Linked DNA regions of Neogale vison: region 2 is linked to region 1. A link is a contact called in public Hi-C data. All regions are on one chromosome and are shown on one strand. Each heading gives the region's core, a stretch centred on a gene start, on an enhancer-like site or on the middle of the called end of the contact. The rest is flanking DNA. Distances are from core to core; before and after follow the strand shown.

What was found. A called contact is a pair of places that touch in the nucleus more often than the background predicts.
Region 2: a Hi-C map of fibroblasts shows a contact between it and region 1, with 5 times the contacts expected there. The contact joins the enhancer-like site here to the promoter of ZNF703 in region 1. A contact is called at or near these places in 2 of 3 Hi-C or Micro-C datasets (fibroblasts and muscle).

Annotation. Positions count from the first base shown.
Region 1 is chr11:178,145,899-178,152,153 of ASM_NN_V1, forward strand. It overlaps ZNF703 (zinc finger protein 703), which reads right to left and starts at 2,601. Exons shown (of 2, transcript XM_044225398.1): 1 at 2,282-2,601; 2 at 1-1,266. The coding sequence starts at 2,518.
Region 2 is chr11:178,417,448-178,424,365 of ASM_NN_V1, forward strand. No RefSeq gene overlaps it. Among named protein-coding and RNA genes, the nearest start is that of ZNF703, 270 kb to the left of the region's middle. Within about 2 kb of position 1,669, the one cell type or tissue checked has open chromatin away from gene starts, as enhancers often do. A contact at or near this core is called in fibroblasts, where this site is marked.

The DNA of each region.
Region 1 (6,255 bases), core at 1,351-3,850:
GCCCGAAGCCCCGGGGTAGGCGGCCAGAAGTTTCTCCGCGCCCGGCAGGGCCGTGTGAGTCCGTAGGTGGCTGAGCAGCTCCTCCGAGGTGGCGAAGCGCTTGTCACACGGCCCGCTGGCCGCCACCCAGTTGCAGCTGTGCGGCAGCGGTTCGTTCTGCAGCATGAAGCCGTAGGTGTAGAGCGGGTGGCCGGGAAGAGCGGCCTGGGCGGCGCTGGATGAGAGCGCAGCGGGCTGCAGCGGGTGCCCGGGGTATACCAGCGGGTACCCCCCCGCCTTCAGGCTGGGCCCTGCGGGGTCATGCGCGCTGCAAGTGGAGCAGCTGGAGCCGCCGAGGTGCGAGGCGCTGTGGTAACCTCCCAGGCAGTAGGGGTCGCGGCATAATCCCTGCAGAAACGAGGGCGGGGAGGCCCCGGTGAGCGGGCTGGAGCTGGGGGGCTTGCCCGGTGGCAGGCCCAGGCCCCCCGACAGCTGGCCTCCCACGAGGCCGGACTTGCTAGGATCCAGGCCAGGCACGAACTGGGACGGGTAGCCGGCGTAAGCGCCCACGATGGAGCCGTGGTAGCCGATGCTGGAGGGTGGCAGCGGGAACACGGAGTGGCCCGGTTTGTAGGGGGACACCGGCGCCACGTGGCCGGCCCCCACCAGCGCCGAGGGCGGCTCGGACTTGCGCCCGGAGGCCCCAGCCTCCGCGCCACCCCCGTGGGCGCTGGGCTCCCCACCGCTGCCGCGGCTCACCGCCGCAGCCTCCGGGCTGGGCTTGGGCTCCTGGTCTTTCTTGTCCAGCTCCCCGCCGCCACCCCCACCGCCGTTCTTGCAGTCAGAGTGGTGCGGGGAGCCGCCCCGGGAGCCACCAGGCGAGGATGACGACGACGACGCAGAGACCGGCGCTCCATGCGGGGGAAAGGGCGTGCAGGCGGCGCTGGGGACCCTGAAGCCCGCCTTGTCTCCCGGAGACAGGGAGGATGAGGAAGAGGTGGAGGACACGGAGGAGGATCCGCTGTCTTTACGAGAGTCGGCGCCGCCGGTGCCCTTGGAGTAGGGCTTGAAGCTGGACTTGTCCTCTGCAGGGGAGTCCCCCAGCTGCTTGAGGGCCGCAGACGCGGAGGCAGTTCCCGTCGCGGTGCGGCCAGGGTCCTTTTCGGCTCCCAGCCCGTTGGCCGCCGCTGCTACCGAGTTGAGCTTGGACGAGGGCGGTGGGTCCGGCTTGCCGATCTGCGAGCAAGTCTGGGCCAGCAGCGCCAATGGACTCTTCTTGGCGTCCAGCTGTGGGAGACAGCGGCAACGGAAGGGAGAAGGGGGTGAGACCACCAAACCGACGGAGCAAGCGGGGTGTCTGGGGAGCCGGGTGGGCACGGGGTCTCCCGGCGGCGGTGCGACGGGGCGGGCAGGCCTAAGGGAGAGGGTCTGAGAGCAAGGCCCTCAGAGAGCAAGGCGGGAGGGGCGGCGCAGTAGTGTGGAACTGCGCTCGCAGAGACCGAGTGGGATCCCTCATTCCACTGGGTCCCAGAGTGCGGCATAGGCCTGGGCAAATGGGGCAGTGGAAGCTGTCCACCAGAGGCCGCCGCGGGTGCAGGTGACTGGTCTGGAGTCGGGGCTGGGGGAGGGGCTGTGTTCGCCCCCTACCTTCTAATCTCCCCCTCCCCTGTGTCCAGGAGAAAACTTATTACTTCAGTTTGGGGAACTTCGCTTGGGACGGGTTTCTGGCGGTGGCGCCGCGAGGTAGGAGCCGGGAGAAACGCATTCGAAAGCCAGGGCGGCCGCGGGCGCTCTCCTAGTGGCCCCTCCCTCCCGAGGAGGGCACCCAGGGCGGTGGGAGGAAGAAAGACCTGGGATCGGGAGTGCCGGGGCGTAGAGCGCTCTAACCGGATGGGACAGAGGTGGAGTGGGACGGGGGCGATCCGACCTCAAAGAGCCCACACCCGTGTGTGTGTTGGGGGGCGGGGGCAGGAAAGGCCCAGGAGAGATCGTCTCTCGTCTGGGAACTGGGTGTCAGAGGAAAAGTAAAGGACCCAGTGGAGACTCCCAAGAGCAAACCCAATCCGAGAGAAAACACGTAGTTCCGAAAGGCGAGTGTGGAAGGCGAACCTTCCACGGAAAAGCCTGAGGAGAACCCGGTGGTCTCCGATCCCTGTTCTCTCGGTTCCGCCTCACCCCGTCCACCGGCGCGGCCAGACCTGGGCGTCGCACCGAGCCCGGGACGCAGGGAGTGGGGCCGCGGGCCCGGCAGTGGTGGGCGGAATGGGGCCGGCGCTGGGCGGGCAGCGACCAGGAGACTGACCTCAATGGGGCTGACGGGAGTGGAGGACAGCGGCTGCAGGTACTCCGGGTGCAGGAGGTGGCCGGTGTGAGCGCTCAGCATCTTCAGGACCCTGATAGGGAGCCGGTTCGCCTGGCGCAGGGGGTCCGCCGGGGGCAAGAGGGACACCGCCGCCGGCACCGCCGGCCTCTTCCCGCCGCCGCCGCTGCCGCTGCTTTCGGGTGTCCTTGGGTTAGATCCAGCGGGCGAATCGCTCATTTGGAGGAGGCAGCGCCACTGGGGGGGCGGGGAGGGAGGGGGAGCACCGGGGAGGCGAGCTCCCGGGGCGGGTGGGCTCGCTCCGCAGCGTCGAGCGCGGTGCAGCAGTCGCTGCGCCTCCACCCCTCCTCCACCGACGCCGCCGCCGCCGCCGCCGCTAGTCCCGGCGAGCAACACAAAAACCTTCGCCTTCTCGGAGCCGCACGTCAAATAGCCGCGATCGGCAGCCACACTTCAAAGGGATCGCCGCGCCCGCCCAATCGCAGCTCTCGCCGGGACCCCGGGGCGGGGAGAGCGGCGGGCGGAGGCCGGCGCCGCCGGTGGGAGGGGAGAGCCTTAAAGGGGCCTCGCCCGCGCGCCGCCGCCGCCTCGGCCTCCACCACCCGCCGTACTCCTCCCCTCCCCCCAGCTGAGCAGCCCTTGCCCCGAGGTCCCGTAGAGGACGGGACTTGTCCCAGACCCTGGGCTCCGCGCCCTATCCCCCGCTGGCTTTCCTCTCTTCCCTCTCATTTCACGCCGCCGGAGGTGGTGCTGGCCCGGTCAGTCACCCGCCAGCCGAGTGTGCCTGGGGTGGGGCGGATGGGGGTGGGGGGTAGGGGCGCAAGGCGCTGGCTCTGCTGCTGCGGAGTCCCAGACTCTCCTGGAGGCCGCCTGGGGGCGGGCCACGCCTCCAGAGCGCCAGCCTAGCTCGGGCCCTGCTCCGGCTCTGCTCCCGCACAGCTCCGGCTCTGCTCCCGTCCAGCTCTCTTTCCCTAATTGGCTTCTCCCTGGTGTGCTCACTTGGAAGCGCCCGAGCCTTGGAGGCGTCCACGGCTCTCGGGACGCGGCGTCGCCGCTCCAACTATTTTGAGCCTGTTCTGTCCGAAGCCTGCAAGTTTGAGGACTCCCTTCCGGGGTGAGATGGTCGCGACGTAGCGCGGTGTCCCAAGCTGTGCCCTCCGCCCGGATGCGCCTGGCGCGCGCTGCCTGCGCACTGATTTATAGGTTCGGTCTTGGGTGTGTTTCAGGTTTCTTACAGTGTCTGTTTAGAGGAGCGCGGTTGCCTCCCTGCAGCGCACCTTTGAGGGGGGCGTAGCCAGGATCACTGGAGAGGCCTGTATACCATGGCGCGGGGGTTGGGGGGAATCTCTACGTGCTGCGCGTGGATACAAACTCCAGAGATGCGCCTTTCCATTCCCGTCTTTTCTTCTGGTGGGGGGAAATGCACTAGCTTTTCCCAGGGAAATTTTGGAATAAAAACTTTTTGTTAAAAATAACAATACCCCCCCCACACCTTTTAGATTAAGTGTGTATTGCCGGTTGCGCGCTTGGCAGAGATTTTACATAGTCATAAGTATTGACATTAAAGTTCCCGGTTGGCGGATCGTCAGAAGGTGAAGCTGGTCCTTTGTGCGCCGGCCTCTAGGGAGACCACTTTCCCGTGCTCTCAGCGGCCAGTGGAGGCGCGCTGGTGTCATTGCCTGCCTCCCAGTACCACTTTCCCAGACCCAATCCATCACACTGATTGTCAGGCCTGTCACTTGGGGCCTATTGCTCCGGGACTACCCATCCCTGACTCTGCCGCGTTGATCTACGCCTTGAAACAACATGAGAACCCGAGATGGGGATAGGTGATTTCAAAGGGGTTCTCCAAACGGAGAGAAATAACCATCACGGAAATAACAAATAGCAATCCCGTACATTTATCATGCTCACTAAAGGAGACAGCAGGCACCATTCCCAGGCCATATCAATCATACACTAAACTAAATGTACTCCCTGCATCTTTGCTGGGTTTTTTTTGGGCACTATGCATAGACCTCTTAGAAATTACACAGGCTCTGCCTACCCCAGTTTTATTCCTGGTAAAGCCAGGTTGAAACCAATGCTAAGGGATGACGGGGGCTGGGAGGTGTCTTCCATATTGCAGCAAGAGGGGTACAAGAGAGGGGGTAATCCCATCTATGTGGTGGTCTCTGTGCCCCTCCTCATGCCAGCCTCTGTGCTTTCTGACTTTGCTGCTACTACCAGCACCACATTTGAAAGTCCATTGCAAGGCTCCTGCGAGCTACAAGCCTATTTGGCCTTGGGGAAATTGCTACCTAGACAGAGAACAGAAGAAAGCCTTACAGACTGGGAAAGGGTGGGCCTCTATAGGCACCCTGGAGAAGGACTAGCCGGGAAGAGAGGAGACCCAGGAGGCAGAGAGAGATGAAAGACTCCTTCTTGATTATTGTAACCAGCCCAGCTGTGAGATCCAACCAAAAAAATCCTTCCAGGACCCAAGCAGATGTGTGTTAGGGATGATTAATGGGAAATCAGTTGGGAACAAAGAGGAGGGGAGAGAGAAGAGGAATTTGGAAGGAAAAGAGGGGTAGGAGGCGACAGAGAGGAGAGAGGGGAGATGAATAGAGGATGACAGAATATTTAGAGGAAAAGAGAAGAAAAAGGTAATGAATGATTGAAAGAAAAGGAGAAAGGAGGGGATGATGGTAGAATGGGCAGGCTCTGGGTAGAAGGTAAGCAATTTGCCTTGGTAGTATTATATTGTCCTTACACACACACACACCCACTCACCCACCCACACACCCACGTTCTTAGCTCACAGCAGTGATCACTGATAGGAACAGTGGAAGCCTTGACTGCACTGAGGCCAGAACAGGCCTCTTTCCCCTCTCCTGGAAAGTGCTAGCAAGGGAATGGGACACCTTTCCTTTCAGGGTGCTGGTGAGAGCAGAAGCGCTCTTCTGGCTGAATCCATCCAATGGCCTTAGGAGAAAAGATGGGGTACCAGACTTAGCCAGGCCAGAGGCCTGATTAAACCATGACTCCGCGACGATTACAATTGCTATTCGACATTCACTTAGCTGAAGCGCTAACCTATAGAGTCCTAACTGGGGCCCTCCTCCCCGTGGCATAGAGAGCAAGGGCAGTGTTCAGAGGAATGGCTTGCCACCTGGAAGAGAATAAGGATCAGTATTCAGCTGGGCCTTATTTACTGCAGGTCAGTGGCGCGCGGAGCATGGCGCTGTAGGGATGAGGTTGAAAAGCCCACGCAAGATGTTGTACAGGGCATATGGCCCATGGCCTGGCCTTGCAGAAAAGTGGCAGATATGGGGCGCCTGGGTGTCTCAGCTGGTTAAGTATCTGCCTTCAGCTCAGGTCATGGTCCCAGGGTCCTGGGATTGAGCCCCGCATCGGGCTCCCTGCTCTGTGGGGAGCCTGCGTCTTCCTCTTCCTCTGCCTGTTGCTCTCCCTGCTTGTGCTCTCTCTCTCTCTCTCTCTTTGTGTCTCTCTCAAATAAATAAATAAATAAAAAGAAAAGTGGCAGAGGTATGGTTAAGGAGCCTCCCTCTCTCTAGGACCTGCTCAGCTTGCTCTGGGTACAAGCAGCCCCATTAAGACAGGACGGAGTGGAGGCTGCTGGAGGATGCCCTGTGCCATTCCGTGTGTCAGACACTCCACAAGCCTTAGGTGTTCTTCTCTCCCATTTCCAGCTGAAGAGAGGTAGGCTGGAGAGGTTAGTCCCTTCTCCAAGTCCTTGACTGGTGAGTGGCGGAGTGGTTGCATGGAATCAGGTCTCTCAGAACCAGGCCTTTGAGCTATGCTGTTCCTGGGGGTCTGGGCCCAGACAAGTCAACCTCCCTTCCCTTTTCCCCATGTGTGAGGTATAAGAATGACCTCCAAGGGTCAGGAGGCTGGAAGCAGACAATGTGTGTCCACATGTTCAGCCCTTGGCGCAAGGGGAGTCCCAGGTC
Region 2 (6,918 bases), core at 419-2,918, 270 kb after region 1:
GGATTTTCTTGGCAACTTAACAACTAAGTGTTTTAATAACATCACACTATAATTTATTCTGCTTGAAACACAAAACCCCTTTTGTGAGAGTTTCATTTTTGAGAACTGTTAATTTTTTCGGCTAATGTCAAAACTGGCATAAATTCACATGTGAACTTGAAGCCTGACTGTGAAAAAGGCTTAGGTTACTGCATGCCTTTTTATTGTTTGGCACTTTTTCCCCCTTCTGCATGCATTAGAAATAATTGGGCTTTGTTGATGACTTAGGTGAGGAGAGTTGTCTTGCAATTAGACTTTAATATAATGACAAAGGGTGGATGAGGGGGAAATCTTTGTAAAATAGAAAGAGGTAAGAAAATGCAATGAGGGGGGAAAAACCCCGCTCAGTTTCCAGCAGCAAAGCAAAACTCCAAGTGTAGTATTCCTGGAACCAGGCTGTTCCCAGACCATGAGAATCTCACTCTGAAGGATGGAGGGGATCTCAGGGCAAAAAGGACGCTGGGAATGCAGGTCTGCCCTAGAGGGAGCCACCGGGCGCAGAAAATAAATCAAAAATAAAATTAATATTCATTGGGTGTCTTCCGGAATTTGGATGCAGTTACAGAAATTATTGTTAATAATGAAAGCCATATATCAAAGGTTATAAAATTCATCTGTGCTAGGACACTATTTTTTTAGGCTTTGTTCTGAACCATTAAAGATGACATATTGCATTTGTGTGCCTCTGTGTATAATAAGATACATTTAAGTCTGATTCTAACCTAAACTGGCAATTTTGGCATTGAACTCAAGTTCTTAAATGGGGCCTGTGACACTACTGTCCAGAAGAGGTCCGCTGAACCCATCCATTCTCCCATGACCTCACTCAGTAGGGCAGGATGGATGGGTAATTAATTTGTTAGATCATCAGTGATTCATGTTGGGAAAATAAAACCCCAAGCCTCTTGACAAATTCAATTGAAATATAACGGGGGATAAGAAGATTAAAAAAAAAACACAAACAGAACCAAACCCTATTCCCTTCTGCCCGCCCCATTTCCGGTTCCCAAACCCCAAGCCCTCGTGCTAAAAGAAAACCTCAATGTACAGATATACGGTCTGCTGAAGTTCATTTATTTATTCCTTCTGCAACACTCACTAAATTCTTACTCTGTGGAAATCTCTGTAGGACACACTTTTGGGCATACGCGGTCTGGTCGCAGAGACGCACTGGGCAGAAAAATGACTGCAGTTTAGAACATTTTGAGAAAATTTAACCTGATGGGCAACCTCGGTGGAGTTCACGCAGAGGGCAGGTATGGCGCTGGTCATGGTAGGGACTCTGGGTAAAACAGAAGTGATTCATCTGGAAAACCCTAACAAGTATTAGGCCCATCAGGAAACTGACCACAATATTCATACTATTGAGTACTTATTGAACGCTACTGGTGATTTGATATCTGTTAACTATCTAGATGGAGTCAGGGCCTTGAAGCCAGGAAACCGAGGGGCCAAGTTTTTCAGAGAAGTGCTTTCAAATAAATTTCCCCTCGTGCTTTTTCCTGACATTCACATTCCCCTATTTAGACTTGGAAAACGCTCAATTCTTGTGGTTTCTTGTTCTGTTGAATTTGTGTGGGAGAAAAATGTACAACCTTGAACTCTGAATGAAGCCCAGTGTGAAAAGTAGTGGTTTTCAGCTGTGCTATTTCAAACGCTCTCATTGGTATTTTAAAAGACTTCCCACATATTCAGTTACTGACCTGGGGCCTGGAAGAGTGAACATTAAAAATTAAAAAAAAGATAAAAAAATCAAGCCGCCAGTATTTACTTATGAAATGACTTGGTTATAGCCCGGCAATCCAGCTGCCTTAAAATTAGTGTACAAATTGAAACTTTGAAGGGTTTCTTTTTTGGCATTTTGATTTCCTCATCTGAAAAATGGGGATATTAATACCTACCTCCTGGGGTTGTCGGGAGGATTAAACGCGCCCACATATGTAATGCATTGAGCACACTAAAATGATGGCCGCAATTATTATTTTATTATTATCATTTTGATTTTGCTACCCCTCCTTCTCTTCCTCTTCACATTTCTAACTACCCCCCTTCCCACCCCCTTCCCTCACCACCTCATAAAGTACTTTTTTCCCCCAGACTTGCAGGAATCTACTTCCTTCAGCCTCCCCCTTCTGGTCCAGCTGCAGACTGCAGCCCTATCACTTTTTTTTTTTTTTTTAAGTTACCTTTGAAATATATGTATGTTTATGTTTATATATATAAATAAAATTGGCTGTTTTCTGGAAGCAAACCTTACTAAGAAAGCAGTGGGCAAAAACAAAAAAAACCCACCGAGCTCTGTGTGGGCTCTGTGGCGAAAGAAAACATTGCGAGGGAGTCTGTGTTCTCAGAAGCCTAGGAAAGAGTCTTTCCAATCAAGTGGGTTGGAGAGAGGGGGAATAATCCAGGAGTTAAGAAGCCTGCAAAATTTATGGTATTGTCTCCTTTAATCGGTAACTGTTAGCCCAAGTGCCCCACACAAGGTGAACTTGACCTTTCCTATAAAACAGTTGTACTTGAACTCTCCATGGCGCTCCGGGTCTCTTCATATTCTTCTTTTAAGAGGTACCTTGCTTTAACCTTGCTGGTCAAGATGACAGATCATTTACATTAACAGATTGTGCGGGAACGCTCCAGGTCTAAGCTGGAAGTGCATTAGCACCCGGTGCCTTGGGTCGCCAAGGGCAAGGGCCTGAGGAGAAGCCCAAACAGCTGACACCCCCATTTGGAAGGAGTGAGGTTTCACGGAAACATCTTATAAGCACACAGGTCCCTGTTGTGGCACCCAGGAGCTGCTGAACCACACTGAATTTTAAAGTTATCTCTCTCTTCTTCCCAGTTGCTTGCTAATGTATGTTTTGTTCCTTCGTTTATTCACTCAGGCATCAAACATGGGCTACATCATCACTGTATGCCGAGCATTATGGTAGGTGCTGAGGATGATTAGAAGGAACAGATTGATCCTCCCCTCAAGATACTTTGAACAGAGGGGAGGAGGCAAACACAAACTCCCGTAACCAAAATGTCATATGAAAATCGCTCCATCATCAAAATCTGAGCCACAGTTCTTCCCAAGACTGGGAGACCCCAGAGAGAGGGAAGGGGGAAGATTCCCAAGGGTGTTATTGAGCTGGGGATAGAATGATGAGTAGTATTTGTCTCAGGTGTAGACGTGGGAAGAATGATGTTTCCGGTGGAGGGCACAGCACAAGCAAATTTCAGCAGAATGACTAGTGTATGGGAAAGTCTAACTGCTCTTGATCGCCTAGTAGCCACAATAGCAGTCTGCGATTTGCTGATAGGTAAGGTCACAGGTACGCAGGACGTGAGTGGAAGAGCCAGTAAATCTCTCACTGCCCTGTTGTCTAGATTTTGTTCTTCAGATCCCAGGGTCCAATGTGCAGAGAGAATGGAAAGTTCGGTTAGGTCCTGCCTGTCGGCATAAGCACTAACTCTGGGTCTTGTGAATGTCATCTGACCTCCTGAAGGAGACTCTGAGGGTTGGTGGTCAAGCTTGGCAGTGTGCCTTTGGACAAGGAAGAGTCTGTTTTGATGTACAGACTCTGGGGAGGGGCTGAAAGTCCCCATTCATGGCCAGTGCGTTCCTACAAAGCAGAGCAAATCACTTTGTGGAAACATCCTCTAGGTACCCCCAGGGAAATGTCACAATAACAACTGACATTTATTGAATAATCTACCTGAGCCCAGCAGTATTCTAAGTGCTTTACTGTATTTTCACAACAAATCCAGAGAGTGGGTCTGTAATCATTTCATTATTTTGCCAGGGAGAAGTCTGTGGCACAGATAGGAGGGGGGGATTTGCCCAAGGTCACACAACTAAAAAGCGGCTGAACATCTTTGTCTTCTTAACCAACTTCCTATATCCACCGAAGAGCGTGAGACCTCCATACACATTTCCGTAGTTGGGTGCTTCATTCCTGTATATCATCTTATAATATCATCAGCAATGACAACTCTATGAGACAGGTATGACTTTCATGTTACAGATGGGGATACTGAGGCTCATAAAAATTAATCAACTTATTGTCCAATAGCCAATAACTGATGAAGGTTGGCATTTAATGTTCCTGGCCTGAATGTTCCTGTCTCAAAGCTGATGTCCTTTTCACTCTACCATGCTGAATTCCCAAGAAAGAATGTCAGCAGATACTGTTCCTTTTCTGGCCACTCAAGGAGGTGAGCACTGACAGTGCATTTCACTGAACAACTGGTTCCCTTGGGAACCCCCAGGAAGCCCCTCTCCACTCCGGGCTTGGCATGCAAGGCTGATCTTTACTGCTAAGATGTTATATCCTAGACCCCCTTCCCTCTCTAGCTTCTTTCCCAACAGAGTGAAGGCAAACTCCATGCAGTTACTGTGGATGGGAAATGAGTCATACATAGGCATGCTTCAGAGGGGCTGTGTGTTTAGTTCCAGACCACCGCAATACCGCAAATATCGCAATAAAGCAAGTCAAAAGAATTTTTTGGTTTCCTGCTGTATATAAAAGTTACAGTCATACTACAATATAGTAGCAATAACGTTACATATAAGCAAAGTCATTATGTCTCAGTACATTGTCTAAACAAACAACGTGCGTACCTTAATTAAAAAAATATTGCTCAAAAATACTAGCCATCATCTGAACTTTTAGCAAGTTATAATCACTGATCCCGAATCACCATAACAAATATAGTAATAATGAAAAAGTTCGCAACATTGCGAGAATTACCAAAGATGCAGAGTGAGCAAATGCTGTTGGAAAAATGGTACCCATAGACTTGCTTGTGGCAGGGCTGCCACAAATCTCCCATTTTGAAATATTTGATATCTGTAAAGCACAATAAAACAAAGCACAATAAACGAAGTAGGCCTGTATCCAAGGGTCCCTTGTTTTAAAAGAATTCAAGAGCTAAAGTGAACTAGGCTTGTTCACCTTAGAGAAAGAAGTAGGCAACTATGGTAGTACGTTTAGAGGAAGGGTCAGCAAACATTTTCTGTAAATGGCCAGGCAGCAAATATTTTGGGCTTTGCAGGACATAAAGTCTCTGTCGTAAGTATTCAGTTTTGTATGAATGCAAAAGCAGCCACAGACAGCACCTACATGAATCAGCATGGCTGTGTTCCAATAAACCCTTAATTGACGATGCTGGGATGTGAATTTCACATCATTTTCTCATGTCACAAAATATTCTTCTCTTGACTTTTCCAACCATAAAAAATGTAAAAACTATTTTTAGTTCATAGGTTGCACAACTCACATTGGGCTCGGTTGACCTGTGGGTGATAGTTTGCTTGGTTTGGTTTATAAAATTTTATTATGTACTTGTTAGGAAATCTAGTGTGTAAATCCAAACACAAGGTATATCTCTTATTAACCCTTTAAATACTCACCTATTTATTTTTAATAATGCTTTATTCATTTGAGCTCTGAAAACACTTGCAACCTGGAGCACACACAAAGATGAAAGGTCCCTTTCCACGAAGATGACTTGACCCTTTCCACGAAGACAGACTGAAGACACGTTTTCTTTTTTCTTTTTCTAATGCTTCAAGCTTTTATTTAAATTCTAGTTCGTGAAAATATAGCGTAATATTAGTTTTGAAGATTGATTTTCTTTTTCTTTCTTTTTTTTTTTTTAAAGATTTTATTGATTTATTTGACAGACAGAGATCACAAGTAGGCAGAGAGGCAGGCAGAGAGAGAGAGGAGGAAGCAGGCTCCCTGCTGAGCAGAGAGCCTGATGCGGGGCTCGATCTCAGGACCCTGGGATCATGACTGAGCCGAAGGCAGAGGCTTCAACCCACTGAGCCACCCAGGCACCCGTCAAAGATTGATTTTCCATGATTAAGAATGCTACAAGTACTTGTTCTATGGACACATTCTGTCTGGCGTGTTCATAACTCTAGATAAGGTGTTATTTGGACAATCTTTAGATTGACTTACAATAGCTGCCTTTGTATCAAACACTTTGTTTTCTCATTAGGGACCTCATTCTCATTTTCAAGGTTTTTCTTCTACCTTTCTGCATCAGGACTGGAAAGATGTCATTTCTGAAAGTCATTAAGTAGCTCTCAAGGAGAAGCAGCAGCTCCTTGGGCCCCATCAAACAAGGAGCCCCAATAGCAAAGGATCCAGATCTCGACAGGACTCAAAGAAAAAGCAAAACTTGGAATTTGGGTGTGCGTGTGGGACAGCAGTCCCTCTGAAATGCTCTTCCAGTGTCACTTTCTTCTTCTGTTCTCTGGCTTGGCCTGATGGTTGGCTTGTGCTCTAGATTTCAGTGTGAATTGGAGTCTGGTTTCCATAGCAGTGGTTTTGCTGGCTCAGCATTGACCTCCAAACCGCCAGCCCCTCTCATCCCTCTTTGTTGCTTTTTCCTTATTAAATTTAAAGAGCAGAGAAGTTGAGCCTCCTTGGTCGTGCTCCTGGTAAAGACTTGTACCTGTCCTGCTGGTATGTGTGCCCTGGGCCCAAAGTATTAAGGGAAAAGCCTTGGAGCCCAGATGTACCCCTCTAAGTCCTGCTGCTGGAGGATAGGGCTGGTTTGCTGGGACATGGAGAGCAGCGCTTTGCTGCTGGGCAATCAGCCCGGGAAACTTACCTGCATGACTGGTCCCCAAAGGGAAGACCTGTAACTCACCGGCCACAGGTGGCAGTGATGCCCCAGGGGCCTGCTCTCCTGGGCATTTTGTTACCTCTATAGGAAACCCAATCTATGCCTTTCATAAGGATGCGAGTTTGAATTTCCTTCTGCGACCCCTACTGCCCCACCAACCAAGGGAGCACTGGCTGGGGGATTTGCCCCTGGTCAGAATTTGATTTTGTAACTTCAGAGTTTCTTTCTTCTGGGGCCACACTGCTGTCTTTGCCCCGA